Regions from separate parts of the Mus musculus genome. Here region 1 is linked to region 2. Evidence: chromatin contacts called from public HiCAR-type data. All regions are on one chromosome and are shown on one strand. The core of a region is the stretch at or near the end of the contact, and the rest is flanking DNA. Distances in the headings are between cores, read along the strand shown. Region 1 holds the start of Ankrd26 (ankyrin repeat domain 26). Region 2 holds the start of Zfand4 (zinc finger, AN1-type domain 4).

Region 1 (6,329 bases), core at 3,393-5,892, 2.3 Mb before region 2:
GTCACTTGAGTTTTTGATCTTAGCCATTCTGACTGGTGTGAGTTGGAATCTCAGGGTTGTTTTGTTTTGTATTTCTGATGACTAAGAACTTTGAACATTTCTTTAAGTGCTTCTCAGCTATTCAAGATTCTTCAGTTATGAATTCTTTGTTTAGCTCTGTCCCCCATTTTTTGTGTTACTTAGGTTTTTGAAGGTTAACTTCTTGAGTTCTTTGTGTATTTTGGATATTAGCCCTCTGTCAGATGTAGGGTTAGTGAAGATCTTTTCCCAATCTGAGGCTGCCTTTTTGTCCTATTGACGGTGTCTTTTACCTTACAGAAGCTTTGCAGTTTCATGAGGTCCCACTTAGCAATTGTTGATCTTAGAGCCTAGGCCATTGGTGTTCTGTTCAGGAAATTTCCCCCTGTACCAATGAGTTTGAGGCTCTTTCTCACTTTCTCTTCTATTAGATTCAGTGTATCTGGCTTTATGTTGAGGTCCTTGATCCACCTGGACTTGAGCTTTGTGTAAGTTGGTAAATATGGATCTATTTTCATTCTTCAACATACAGACTGTCAGTAAGACCAGCAGCAATTATTGAAGATGCTTTCTTTTTTCCACTGTATGTTTTTGGCTTATTTGCTAAAGATCAAGTGTTCATAGGTGTGTGGGTTTACTTCTGGATCTTCGATTCTATTCCATTGATCGACCTGTCTGTCTCTGTACTTTCATTTTTACAGGAGCGCATTAGTTAAGAGGCTTTGGAGTTTTATAGAGATCTTGGACATTTAAGTGTTGACATTTTTAAAAACCATGGCACTTTTAAAAATTGGAGTGAAAATGAAAGGGATTTGCTTCAAGTGATGTGTTTGTGACAAAGCTGACAAGGGATTGAATGTCATAGTTTTTGCCAATGAGACACCAACCTAGAAGTAGAGAAGCAGAGGAAATCTTAATTGAGGAATTATCTCCCATCAGACTGGACTGTGGGCATATCCATGTGGACATTTTCTTGCTTGTTAGTGGATGTGGGAGAGCCCAAGCCAAGGCAAGTGGTGCCATCCCTGGGCAGATGCCCCTAGGGTGTTTAAGAAAGCAGGCTAAGCTGGGTGGTGGTGGCGCACGCCTTTAATCCCAGCACTTGGGAGGCAGAGGCAGACGGATTTCTGAGTTCGAGGCTAGCCTGGTCTACAAAGTGAGCTCCAAGACAGCCAGGGCTATACAGAGAAACCCTGTCTCGAAAAAAAAAGAAAAAAGAAAGAAAGAAAGAGAGAAAGAGAGAAAGCAAGCAAGCAAGCAAGCAGGCTGAGCAAGCCATGAGGACCAAGCAGAAAGCAGCGCCCCTCCATGACCTCTGTCTCAGGTCTTCCTGCTCAAGGTTACTACTTTGAGTTTCCACTATGGCTTCCTTAGATAATGGACACCAATCTGTAAGCAAAAATAAACCCTTTCCTTCCAAGTTACATTTGGTCATAGGGTTTCATCAGAGCAGCAGAAACACAAATATAACAAATGTAATGTCTAAAAATAGTTAACATTTTTAAATGTCAAAAAACGATATTTAAAATCAGGAAAGAAAAGCTTGACAACTATTCTAATCAATATACAAAATTAAGTAATATAAATAAATATTTTAATTTGTTTAAATAGTATTTAAGTTTATTAAGAAAGGACATTAAGTAAATAGTATATAGGTGAAGATTTTTTTAAAAACTACTATTCTTAATTATACAACTGCTTACTTAGAAAACTCAAGACTACTATAAAAATTATCACCAAAATTCTTAATTTACAACAGGATATAGATCCAAGATAAGACTGGCAAAATTGATAGCTTTATTCACATTAGGAAAATTTACCAGAAAGGGCAATCAAGGGCTGGGGAGATGGCTCGGTGTGTAATGGCTCTTGCTGCTAAGCCTCATGATCTGAGTCCATAAAGTAATTAAGTTTAATAAAAATGAAGAGCTCCATAAACAATGGTAAAACTACAGCCTGTAGAAGAAATCTAAGCATAAAAACACAAAGCGAGGTCTCAATGGAGAGAATACTGCTCGTGGATAATAAGACTTGATGGTGTGGAAAAAATGTGCTTTTGGGGACTGTGGATGTAGCTGAGCTGTGGAGTGCTTGCCTGGGGTGCTATGCAACTGGGTACCAACAGCATGGACTGTGCTTGGCACTGCCTGCCTATAATCCTAGCCCTGGGAGGGAGAGGGAGAAGATTCAAGGTCATTCTCAGTTACACAGCTGACCATGGTCTCTGGGGGAGGAGACCCTATGTAATAAGAAAGTGATGATTGTACTTTAATGCACATTTAATGAACAGTAAAGCCATCTATTATTTTAAATCAGCTTTTGGGAATTTCATACAGAACTGTATTACATCATTTCTACCTCATCCCCCCTCCCTCCAATTACTCCCATGTCCTCCTCACTCCCTTTCAAATTCATCTTGTCTACTTTGTTTTACACACACACACACACACACACACACACACACACACACACACACGCATAATGCTGAGCTTCAAAAGGCAGTTCTTGTCTCAACTGCCTTGATGAGGTTTTATGGGTGTACTCTCCTCTCATATCCAGAAGACACTAATGAGTCCTCTTGTTCTAACAATCATTCTACCCTCTAGCCTTCCATGGAGTCTCTGGGGCTTGGGTATATAGGGGATTTGTTGTAATGTATCAGCTGGGGTTGGGGACCCTATGGTCCACTACTGCCAGTTTCCTAAGGCACTATTATGTCTAACTTTAGTATAATTTTACATTTGAGGTTTCTATGTTATGTGTATGAATGTCCCATTTGCATGCCTGTCTATGTGCCACATATATGCAGAGCCAATGAAAGGTAGAAGAGGGCATCAGGTCCCCTGGAACTTGTACAACCGACCAATGCTAGTCTTCATCACATGGGTGCCGGACAGTCAGTGCTCTATCGGCTGAGCCATAGCTCCAATCCCCTGTACTTGTGTTCTAAATACTTGTCCTTGTACCCACAGATGAGTGTAAGTCTCACCCCTTGCCAAAGAAGCTTCTTTTTGCAACAGGTGGAGGTTACTAAAGCAATCTACAGCTGGTCAAAATGCAGAGAATAACTAGCTAATAGTTAAATGGACCCAGAGCAAAGCCCAGAGCAGTGTGATAGAGAGACAGAAAGCAGGGGCAGTGGTCTACACCCAAAACACCAGCTTTCCAAAGCGGAGGCAGGAGAATCATTAAGGTTCAAGGGTAGCATAGGCTAGAGTGAGATTCTGTTTTACACACACACACACAGAGGCACACATGCACACACATGCGCGCACACACACACAAAGATAAAATTAGCAATAGAATTTATTTCAATTTTTATTACAAAAGATATAGTCAAATCAAAAACCTGTGGAATCATTCCATTGAGTACAGCATGTATTACAGATCCACACTGCAGAAGTGGGATTCCTGTGGGTTGGGGAGCAGGGGGAGGGGGTAGGATAGGAAAGCTGATAACATTCGAAATGTAAAGAAAATATCTAATAAAAAATTAAAAATTAAAAAAAAAAAGAAGCTGTACCATAGGAACTGACTGATCTGAACTACTGCCGTAGCAAGTTTTGAACGTTGCAAGTCCAGAAGCAAATCACATTGAGCCATCGTGTTCTCCTGTGCGTGGGACCTAGCTTCTTTATGTCCAGGAGGTAAAGCCTTTGGAATGTCCACTGGGACTCCTAGCTTCCATCAGCCAAAGGGGGTAAGAAATTCATCAACTGCCATCTGAGGGGTGTTAACACAAAACCCACTTACCTGACGTACCCACCGACGTATCTGAAAAGTGGGTTGATTTGTTGTCGTTTCTATTAAAATTGGAACATGAAACAGGATTTGAGGTAGCCTGAATTTGAGGTAGTTCCTGCGGCCACTGGAGGTCCTATTAGGCACGAACGGTATTTTATTCCCTTTGAGGTGAGTTGTGGCTTTAGATTGACAAAATTTATTAACAATTTAAAACGTCAAGGTGAACACTTACACTGGAAAACTGCTTACTAAGTATTACTTTTTCCAGGTCCAAAACCAAAAATTTACACACATCATATCGTTTCATTCAGATCCCAAATGCAGACAACCTTTTCTTCTTACCTCCCATCAGCTTGTCTAACTCATATACTGACTCTTTAGGCTGTGAAACACGATCATTTATTGCACTAATTCCCAAACTACTTAGCTTAACAAAATCTCTTCCCTTACTCTTCCACGCCACGATTCCATCCATGCTGTTTGTAGTTTACTTTTTGATTATCGCCTACCTAGAGTCCAATAGGTTTGCTCCCCAACAGGTTTAACTGCCACTGAAACACAAGGCCAAAGCTAAGCAGGGAGGCCGGACTCCAGAAGGTTCTGCGCCCATCTGCCAGGCGCCCTCAATGCCCGCAGTCCTGGAGTACTGGGTCTGGGTTCCACGCTGCTGAGCGACCCCCATTCCTGTTGAAGCCTTGCAGCGATCACGCCCAAACCGAGGCTAACCCGGGCCTCTGGAAACAACACACTGCCCACCTCCGCCTTAAACCCCGGGTTAGAGAACCCGCTAGGTTGCAGCGCCCTGACCTCCTGAACAGCAAAGAAGGCGGAGCCTGGCCGTGCGCACGCGTGCTGGGCACTGGTCGCTGCTGGGCCTGTGTGAGCATGCGCGGCAGCAAGAAGGCGCGGGTTGCTAGTTTGCAGCTCGGCTTGGCGATTATTGTGCTTTAAAAACCTGCCGGGCCATGCAGCGTCTTTCCCGGTGGGATCCCGTGCGTCTAGGCCGGCTTTTCAATAAGTGCCCTAGCTGCGTTGTGTTGTCAGCCAACGTTGCGCGGGGAAGAAGGTGCCTGTGAGGGGCGTACCCTCTGCCATGAAGAAGATTTTTGGCTTCAGGAGTAAGGGCCCATCGCCCTTAGGCCCCTCTGCCCGCCCGCGCAGCAACTGCGTGGGCTTTGGACGCGAGAGTGCTAGTGGCTCCCACGTGCCCAGGTACCATATTCACGACAAGGATATGGGCAAGATCCACAAGGCTGCAAGCGTGGGAGATGTAGCCAAAGTGCAGCATATCCTTATCCTTGGAAAAAGTGGCGTGAACGATAGAGACAAGAAGGACAGGTAATAAATGGCCCGCCAGTTAGCGGGGCGGGACGAAGCTGGTGGGGGAGCGTGCACCTACCTTGTCTGGCTTTGGGGCTGGAAGACAGAGAGTCTATCTTTCATTAAGGAAGCTTGACTCTTCCCACCTGGCTTTGAATGCCTAAGTCTTAGTGGGGTCTAAGCCCTGACCTGTATGAACAGCAAGGACAGCAACAAAAAACACTTCAGCTGGTTTCTGATCCACTGACAGTTCCCTTCACTGGCAATGTAAAGCGAGTTAACTAACATTTTAACTTTCTGCATACATATAAGAAAGTTTTATGTTGTAGAAATACATAATAGGAGAAATGTTTCTGTTCAAGGTTAAAAATTCTTCCACTAACATACAGGATCCATCTTATCACTGCCGTACACCTGTGTGAATGGTTTTGGTTGGTTGGTTTGTTTTTACTGCATTTTGAAGTGGGAAAATAGTTCCATATTCTCGAGTCAAAGATTGGTAATTCCCAGAACTCGAACTCTGAATATCCTGATCAATTTAACGTAAGCCAAACCCGACCGTCAGCGTTTTAACAATTTTGAGTTTCTTATGTTGCTTTTGATTTTGTGATGAGACGAGAAAAAAAAAACTTTCTAAAGGATAAAACTACTAGTTTTCACAAGTCAGTCGTTTACTAGCAGCCAAAGAGACACAGCAGTGAGCAGGGTGGAATAGAAAACCCAGAACATATCCAATCAAGTATATGTAAGAATTTAGATATTGCTGGGCAGTGGTGGCTCATGCCTTTAATCCCAGCACTTGGGAGGCAGAGGCAGGTGGATTTCTGAGTTCGGGGCCAGCCTGGTCTACAGAGTGAGCTCCGTGACAACCAAGGCTACACAGAGAAATCCTGTCTCAAAAAACAAAACAAAACGAAAAAACCAACCAACCAAACAAACAAACAAAAAAACCAAAAAAGAATTTAGAAGTTGATTCTGGTGACACCCCAGTTAGTAGGGAACAAACACTTAGGAATGAAATGGTTGTTGACTTGTTTGGAGAAAACTAGCAACATTTCTATGTCACTAAAATAAATCCCTGATAGAATATAAGTTAAACACTAAAAGAAAACACAGTGAGAAAAGTACCAAAACAAAACAAAGAGATGAGGAACGACTGCAGAACCACTGTGTGTGTGAGTGTGTGTGAGTGTGTGTGTACACACCCGTGTATGTATCCGTGTATTGGTGATTGAATGCAGGTTTGT
Region 2 (6,592 bases), core at 3,603-6,102:
TATTTCAGTATGGGGAAAGCCTGAGAGTATAAGGATATCAGCAAGCAACCCTATTGTGAAAGTCAAAAGTAAATATCGGCTATACAATAATTTCAAATCTTTCCTACCAAAAGAATATGTGGTATCACTGAGGTCACTCTAATTTTCATAAACATTTATTTTTTATTTATTTATTTTTGAGTCCAGACTGGCCTCATCCTTATGATCCTCCTGCCTCACGTCTCCCCAGTGCTGGGACTATAGGTATATGCTACATGACTGGCCGAGGAATGTACATAAAGGTGCACTATAGGTATATGCTACATGACTGGCCGAGGAATGTACATAAAGGTGCACTAGTTCTACAAAGATTGTGTCTGGCTAATAAATCACTGTAAACGCATAGCATGGCATCTGTAATCCAGACATTCCAAAGACATGTGTACAAATTCAATGGGTGCAATTCAATGTATACAAAAATAGCCCCTTTCTCCAAAGGCTTCCTTCCTTGTCTTGCAGTCCTCAGCTTAAAGCATACCATGACACATCCATTCATTCAAGCCAGAATTTAGGATCTCTCACGAACACCATGACAGCTTCAAGTGACCAATCCTGACGATGCATCTTACATCTTTTATCCTGTCAACCTCTCCATTCACCAATTAGGCCTTAACTTGGAGTTTCTTTTTTTTTTTTTCTTGTTCTTTTTTTTAAGATTTATTGTAACTTACATTTCCAACACAGCACAAATCATGAGGCTTTTTCACAACTTGGAGTTTCTTTAGCTTTCATCTGAGCAACTCTCAAAGACTGACAAGCTATGATCTCTGATTCCTACACTTCACTAGACTAGCCAGCCACTAGATTTGCTCTTCTTTAACTTTTAGAAAGAAAGTTTCTAAAAATTGGCTAAGGCTATTATTTTAACACATTATTTAGAAGTTACTTTCCATTGCCTATGTTTAAGCAGGAGGGAAGTTATACTTGGAATTTATTATAAGACCTCACTAGAAAATAAATCTAAACTGGAGACATGAATTTCCCTTATAGATCAGGAGACTTTACTTTAGGGCAATTTTAAATCTACAACAAAATGGAGCAGAAATTATGAGTCTCCACATACACCTGTCCCTTTCCTGCCTCCAGCTAACCTATATTAACTGGTTATAACTGCATTCGCACAGTACCTTATTAACAAGTGAGGAATAGATACATCGCTGCCACTCAAGCCTAAAGTTTCCATTAGGGTTTATTCTTGGTGGTGCACATCTGACAGATGTGGGCAGATGTATAAAAGCATCATGTATTTACCACAACATTATCAGGGTAGTTTCAGTTTCTAAATATTTTGGGTTGGAGCTACTGATCCCACCCCAACCCTCAAATTCTAGGCAACATTTGGTCTTTTAAGTGTTACCATAGCTTCACCCTTTCCAGAATGTCATGCAATTGGAATCACACAAGGTGCAACCTTTTCAGAGTGCTCTCTCTAAGGAACACACATTTAAGGTTCTTTTGTGCCATTTTATGGCTTCATGGCTTTCCTTTAAGTGCTATATTATATTCTACTGTGTGTATGCATTAGTTTCATTTATCCATTATCCTGAGAAATATCTTACATTCCCCATTTTCTGACAATTATGAAGCAAAACTGTACACAGGTTATAAAGTTTAAAAAACTTATTTAGGCTAGATTTTAAAGCGAGTATTTTCAGCCTTTTGTGCACATGTGTATACATTGTGTGCATGTATATATTTGCATGTGGAGACCAGCAGTCAACATCAGATGGCCTCCTCTATCACTTTCCACTTTATATTCTCTTTTAAGATTTATTTAAGTGTATGATACCCTGTAGCTTTCTTCTACACCAGAAGAGGGCATCAGATCCTATTACAGATGGTTGTGAGCCACCATGTGGTTGTTAGGAATTGAACTCAGGACCTCTAGAAGAGCAGTCAGTGCTCTTAACCACTGAGTCAGAGCTCCAGCCCCATTTTATATTCTTAAGGTGTCACTGATCTGCTCATCCACTCAGCTTGACTGGCAAGGCGAGGGCTCCTCCTGCCAACCCTCAGAGGACAGGTGCACACTGCTGTGCCTAGCTTTTTCCGGTAAGTGCTGGGGATCCAAGCTAGGCTCTTCATGCTTGTGTAGTTAACACTTTACCTTCAACAGCTGAGCCAAACCCACAGCCCCATTGTGCTTGTTTCTCTTTTAAAGAAACTGCCACACAATATGCCAAGGTAGTGAAACCACCAGTGACTCAGGAGTTCCTGTTACCCCAGGCCATCACAGGGTTTTGCACTGTCAGTCTTCCGGGTTTTGGCTTCAAGGGGCAGTTTCCTAATGACCTGGGATGTCAGCACAGCTATCCTTTGAAAATGTAAACTGATCCTATTATTTCTAGCTCAAGGCCCTATCATGGCTTCCACCATCTGTCCAACAATGTTCAAACTCCTTAGAAAGACTTCCCAGCATGCATATTTCATCTCCCAGCCATGCTCACTTACCCGCACTCCCCCAGCAATGCCTGCGCTCCTTGTACCTCTACTCATAGCTTACTCATAGTCTTAGAGCTCCCGCTTTGTCCTACTCAGGCCAACTCCTCCCAGGCTTCCTGAGAAGCTACCAATCGGCTTTCAAAGCTCAGCTCCGCGGAGAGGGGCACACTTCAAAGAGAATGCCTGCTTATAATGCAAAGCCTGCCTAGTAACCAGACACCTCTCCCCAGAGCCGCGGCTCCAATACCAAGGATCCCACAACATCTTTCATGCTTACTATCTTTTCCACCCATGATACCCATCAAAACTGGACTGTTTCTGTGTCTGTCACCCGTGCTGGTAAACTACAAGCGTTGTAAGGGAGGGACAATGTCTCTATCACTCACTTCAGCCGTCTGCACACATTAGCGTGCATTAAAGGTTGTTCAATGAAATTCAATTCAAAACAACTCCCTTTCTCCACTAATCCTTAGATTAGAGAAAATTAACAGTCAACTATATAGTCATAGAAATGGCACAGTGATTATACTGTGGAGGGATACTGGTTTCCTCTGGAGTCACATTCTGATTCACTACGCCAGAATTCTTATAAATCATGATGAACACGTATACACAGATACTTCTACTGTAGAGGGGAGTTTTCATAGTTCTAATATAAAACATTCTTAGGAAGCTTGAATTATGCAGATAGCTAACGCTCCTTTAAAAAAAAAAAAACGGCATCACAGGAAGAAACATTGTTGCTAAGAGCACAGTTGTTCTGAGTGGAGTTGCACAACATATGAACTAATGAGAAACAAACAACAGCAGCAACACAAGGACTGTGCTCCCAGTACTGTGGGTCAGAGCTGCAAGAGTACACTACGCAACAGTGGTACTGTTTGTATTTCACTACTCACTCTTACATCACTCATGGTAAATGTGAAGCCAGGTGATAGGGTATTTCCTAGCACATATTAGGCCCTGGGCTCAATCTGCAATTTCACAAAAACAAAACAAAACAACAGCATTATAAGAAGAAAAAGAAAAAAAAAACAGCATTATAGTGAAATACGCATAGGCAACATGTAATCCTTCAATGCACAGATCTGAAATGAGACTAACGTGCCTATAAGTAGAAGAAAATCAGCACAGCAGTAGGTGCATCATCAGTGGTACAAGAACTCCCAAATGAAGTTTGGTCCCAGTTAGTGGCATAATTTCCAATACACAAAAAGAACCGAGGGTGGTGACCATATCTGAAAGCAATTGTGTTGCATACTTTTTTGTTTGGTTGGTTGGTTGGGTTTTTGTTTTTGTTTTTTTCGAGACAGGGTTTCTCTGTATAGCCCTGGCTGTCCAGCCCTGGCTGTCCTGGAACTCACTTTGTAGACCAGGCTGGCCTCGAACTCAGAAATCCGCCTGCCTCTGCCTCCCGAGTGCTGGGATTAAAGGTGTGCGCCACCACGCCCGGCTGTGTCATACTTCTCAGCAAAGGAAATTAATGTAACAAGACAAAAGGTTGTGCTGGCCGGCTAAACCACAGCAGAATATTACATGGCCTAGTGGAAGCTCAAGTGGGCCAATGACCTAGCGTACTAAAACTGGGTCCATTGAGGCCTGCAAGCATCCTCAAAGTGGCCCGTGGTATGCATGAATGAGCACTGGAAAACCAATTGACAATAAAAACGTATAGTGATGTTTAATAATATAAGTAAATAAAACGATGATTAAATTGCTAATTTATCTTGAAAACTGTTAGAGAAAAATCAAAGTGAATTTCCAACATTTCTTTCATCTTTTGAAATGTCTAAAACCAACCAACAAAAGCGGCAATAACTGCACTCAAGGGGTAATTTCAGTACCTTGGCCTTTGCTTCCTTCTCGTCCACAGGAACTTAGTCACACGACGAGTTAGTTTTTAATTTTTCCCCCCAACATAAATATACCCACAATATGTTGCAGCCTTTTAAAAAGGTGACTCTTGTCCTTTTACAGATGTGTGAAAATCGAGCTACAGATTAGAACCACACTCTGGCCTAGGAGCGATGCACAAGTGCGGGGGTGCTGCCCTGGGGCCACAACCAGCAGGGACCACACTCAGACCCAAAGTCGGGTCAGCAGCACCCCGAGCCACGGGTACGACCAATTTGTCCGTGAGTCCGTAGGCAGAGAAGCACGGGTGTGACCAGGCTGCAGCTGAGGCGGGCGCACCGGGGCAGCGAAGACGCAGCAGGCCCTTCCACCACCCGCCCTCCCTCCGGGCCGCGCCGCGCCCCGCCCCGCCGCGCCCCTCACCCGCTCGCCCTCCGGTGGTCGCGTCCGCCCGCTCGCTCGCTCGCCTGCCCGCAGGCGGATAGGAGTTCGCGCGCCCGAGACGCCGGCCTACGCTGGCCCGCGAAGCTCCGGTCCCGCCCTTTGTGACACCGCTCACCAATCGCCGATCAGCGCTGCCGACGCCCTCCAATCAGCTCGCGAGGGGCGGGGCCTAGTCTTCCGCGGCTGGCGGTTGCTCGGACGCCGGGGTCGCACGGGCTTTCAGGAAGGGTTGTCGGTTAGAACTGGCCCGTATGTTGACTCTTTATAACTGGTTGCAGGACCCGTCTAGGGCAGGGTAGGAGACTGGAGACGGGGCACAGCGTCTGGGAAGAGCCGGCACCAGAGTGGCTGGGGCACTTCTAAGGTTCTTTGGGGATAGGAGGGTCTTTGGCATTTGTTATTTACTCATGGCCTAGGACACTTAAAAGGATGTCCATGCTAGTCACCCTTTTCTTGTACTCCACGTTCTCCTAACATTTCTGACTCAGTTGTGTCATCTGTAAAATGGGAACATTTCTATATGCCTTTTGCATTTGAGCAACTATTTGAAGATTATAGGTCAAACAGTCTCAACCTGAGCTCAGATCCCGTCCTACTTTTGCTGTGCACCGAGCTGAAGTGGGATATAAACTGACTGGCTTTCTGACTACACATGCCTTCCAACTAGGTTGGGCCCCTGCTGCTTCGGTTCCTTCATAGGAGGTTCAACTCAAGTGTTTTACCAGGAGGACTGCAGAGGACCATGAAAGCGCTCCCTCATAGTCAACTTGCAAAAGAACCCTGGCCCTGATCAGTCTTCTCCCACCCTCTCATTATCCTCCGAGACCTGAGCCACTAGTCTCCACAGTTTCAACTCCTCGGGACTGAGGTAGATGGTATGGTGAGGCCTTTTGTCAGCCTCTTGCTCTTAAACTCAGCCCATGACTGGGCTGATAACTTCCAACTCTATTGAGGCCAGAGCCATGATGGTAACATGAACAGAGCCTAGGAGGACAGTGCCTGCGCAGGACATCGTGATCACTCACAGCACTCACGTGCTCTAGCATCCAGTGGATGCGCTTAAATTTTATTTTTTTAGCTTAACATTTCATAACCTCATCAAACCATACATCACCAGTCATAACCTACCATTTTAAAGGGCAGACAAAAAGGTCTATTCTCAACAACAATCTTGCAATTTTAGTACTGAAACCATTTACAAAGGAGGAAACAAAAGCTATGAGAGGCAAATTTTTGCCTACAGATAAAAAATCCCATTTCCTGTCACTTCTGAATTCTGACTGGGGTAGCCAGATAATGTAGCCATGATGGAGGCTGTGTTCCAATAAAACTTTCTGCACATTATTAAGACAACAGAGGACCACAGTTCCCCTTACAAGATTGCAGACCCACTTTTTGGGAATTCAGTAGAAAGCTCTTCTCATGGGCTTAGAACCCATAAATGCATAACCTTTCACGTGCTAGACCATCACAGCACCCAGACCCACCGACAGAGCAAACCCTTCAGGTCTGGTGCCTGACCACTGCTCGATCTGCACTCCCTGCCCACACATGAAGCCACAAAGCAGTGTCTCCTGTTAGCATGAGCTTCCATGCACTCTTATTAAGTAAGAACAAACCTCTGTGAAGCGTTTATTTTTTATTTGTAATTTTAAGCATAATTAAAATCAATGCAGAAAAATATCAGCTACATTGGGTAAAGGAAGTGAGTGAGTATCTGCTTGTAAGCCCGTGAAGACAGCGTTAGGAGAGCACGTCACTACGTGAAAAACAGAATGGGAGGGTGAACTGTGAAGGCCCCGCATGCTGCGCA

Evidence for each region. HiCAR-type assays count read pairs that join an accessible place to other places.
Region 1: a contact with region 2 is called in a HiCAR-type map of astrocytes, with 3 times the contacts expected there. The contact joins the promoter of Ankrd26 here to the promoter of Zfand4 in region 2. A contact is called at or near these places in 2 of 39 promoter capture datasets (hippocampal neurons and liver), 1 of 115 datasets of contacts at active chromatin or transcription factors (astrocytes) and 1 of 9 other capture datasets (liver).

What each region holds. Positions count from the first base shown.
Region 1 is chr6:118,560,584-118,566,912 of GRCm38.p6, reverse strand. Ankrd26 (ankyrin repeat domain 26) reads left to right here and starts at 4,642. Exons shown (of 34, transcript NM_001081112.2): 1 at 4,642-5,100. The coding sequence starts at 4,856.
Region 2 is chr6:116,262,479-116,269,070 of GRCm38.p6, reverse strand. It overlaps Zfand4 (zinc finger, AN1-type domain 4), which reads right to left and starts at 4,852. Exons shown (of 10, transcript NM_001309446.1): 1 at 4,759-4,852. Washc2 (WASH complex subunit 2`) reads right to left here. Exons shown (of 31, transcript NM_026585.3): 31 at 6,400-6,592.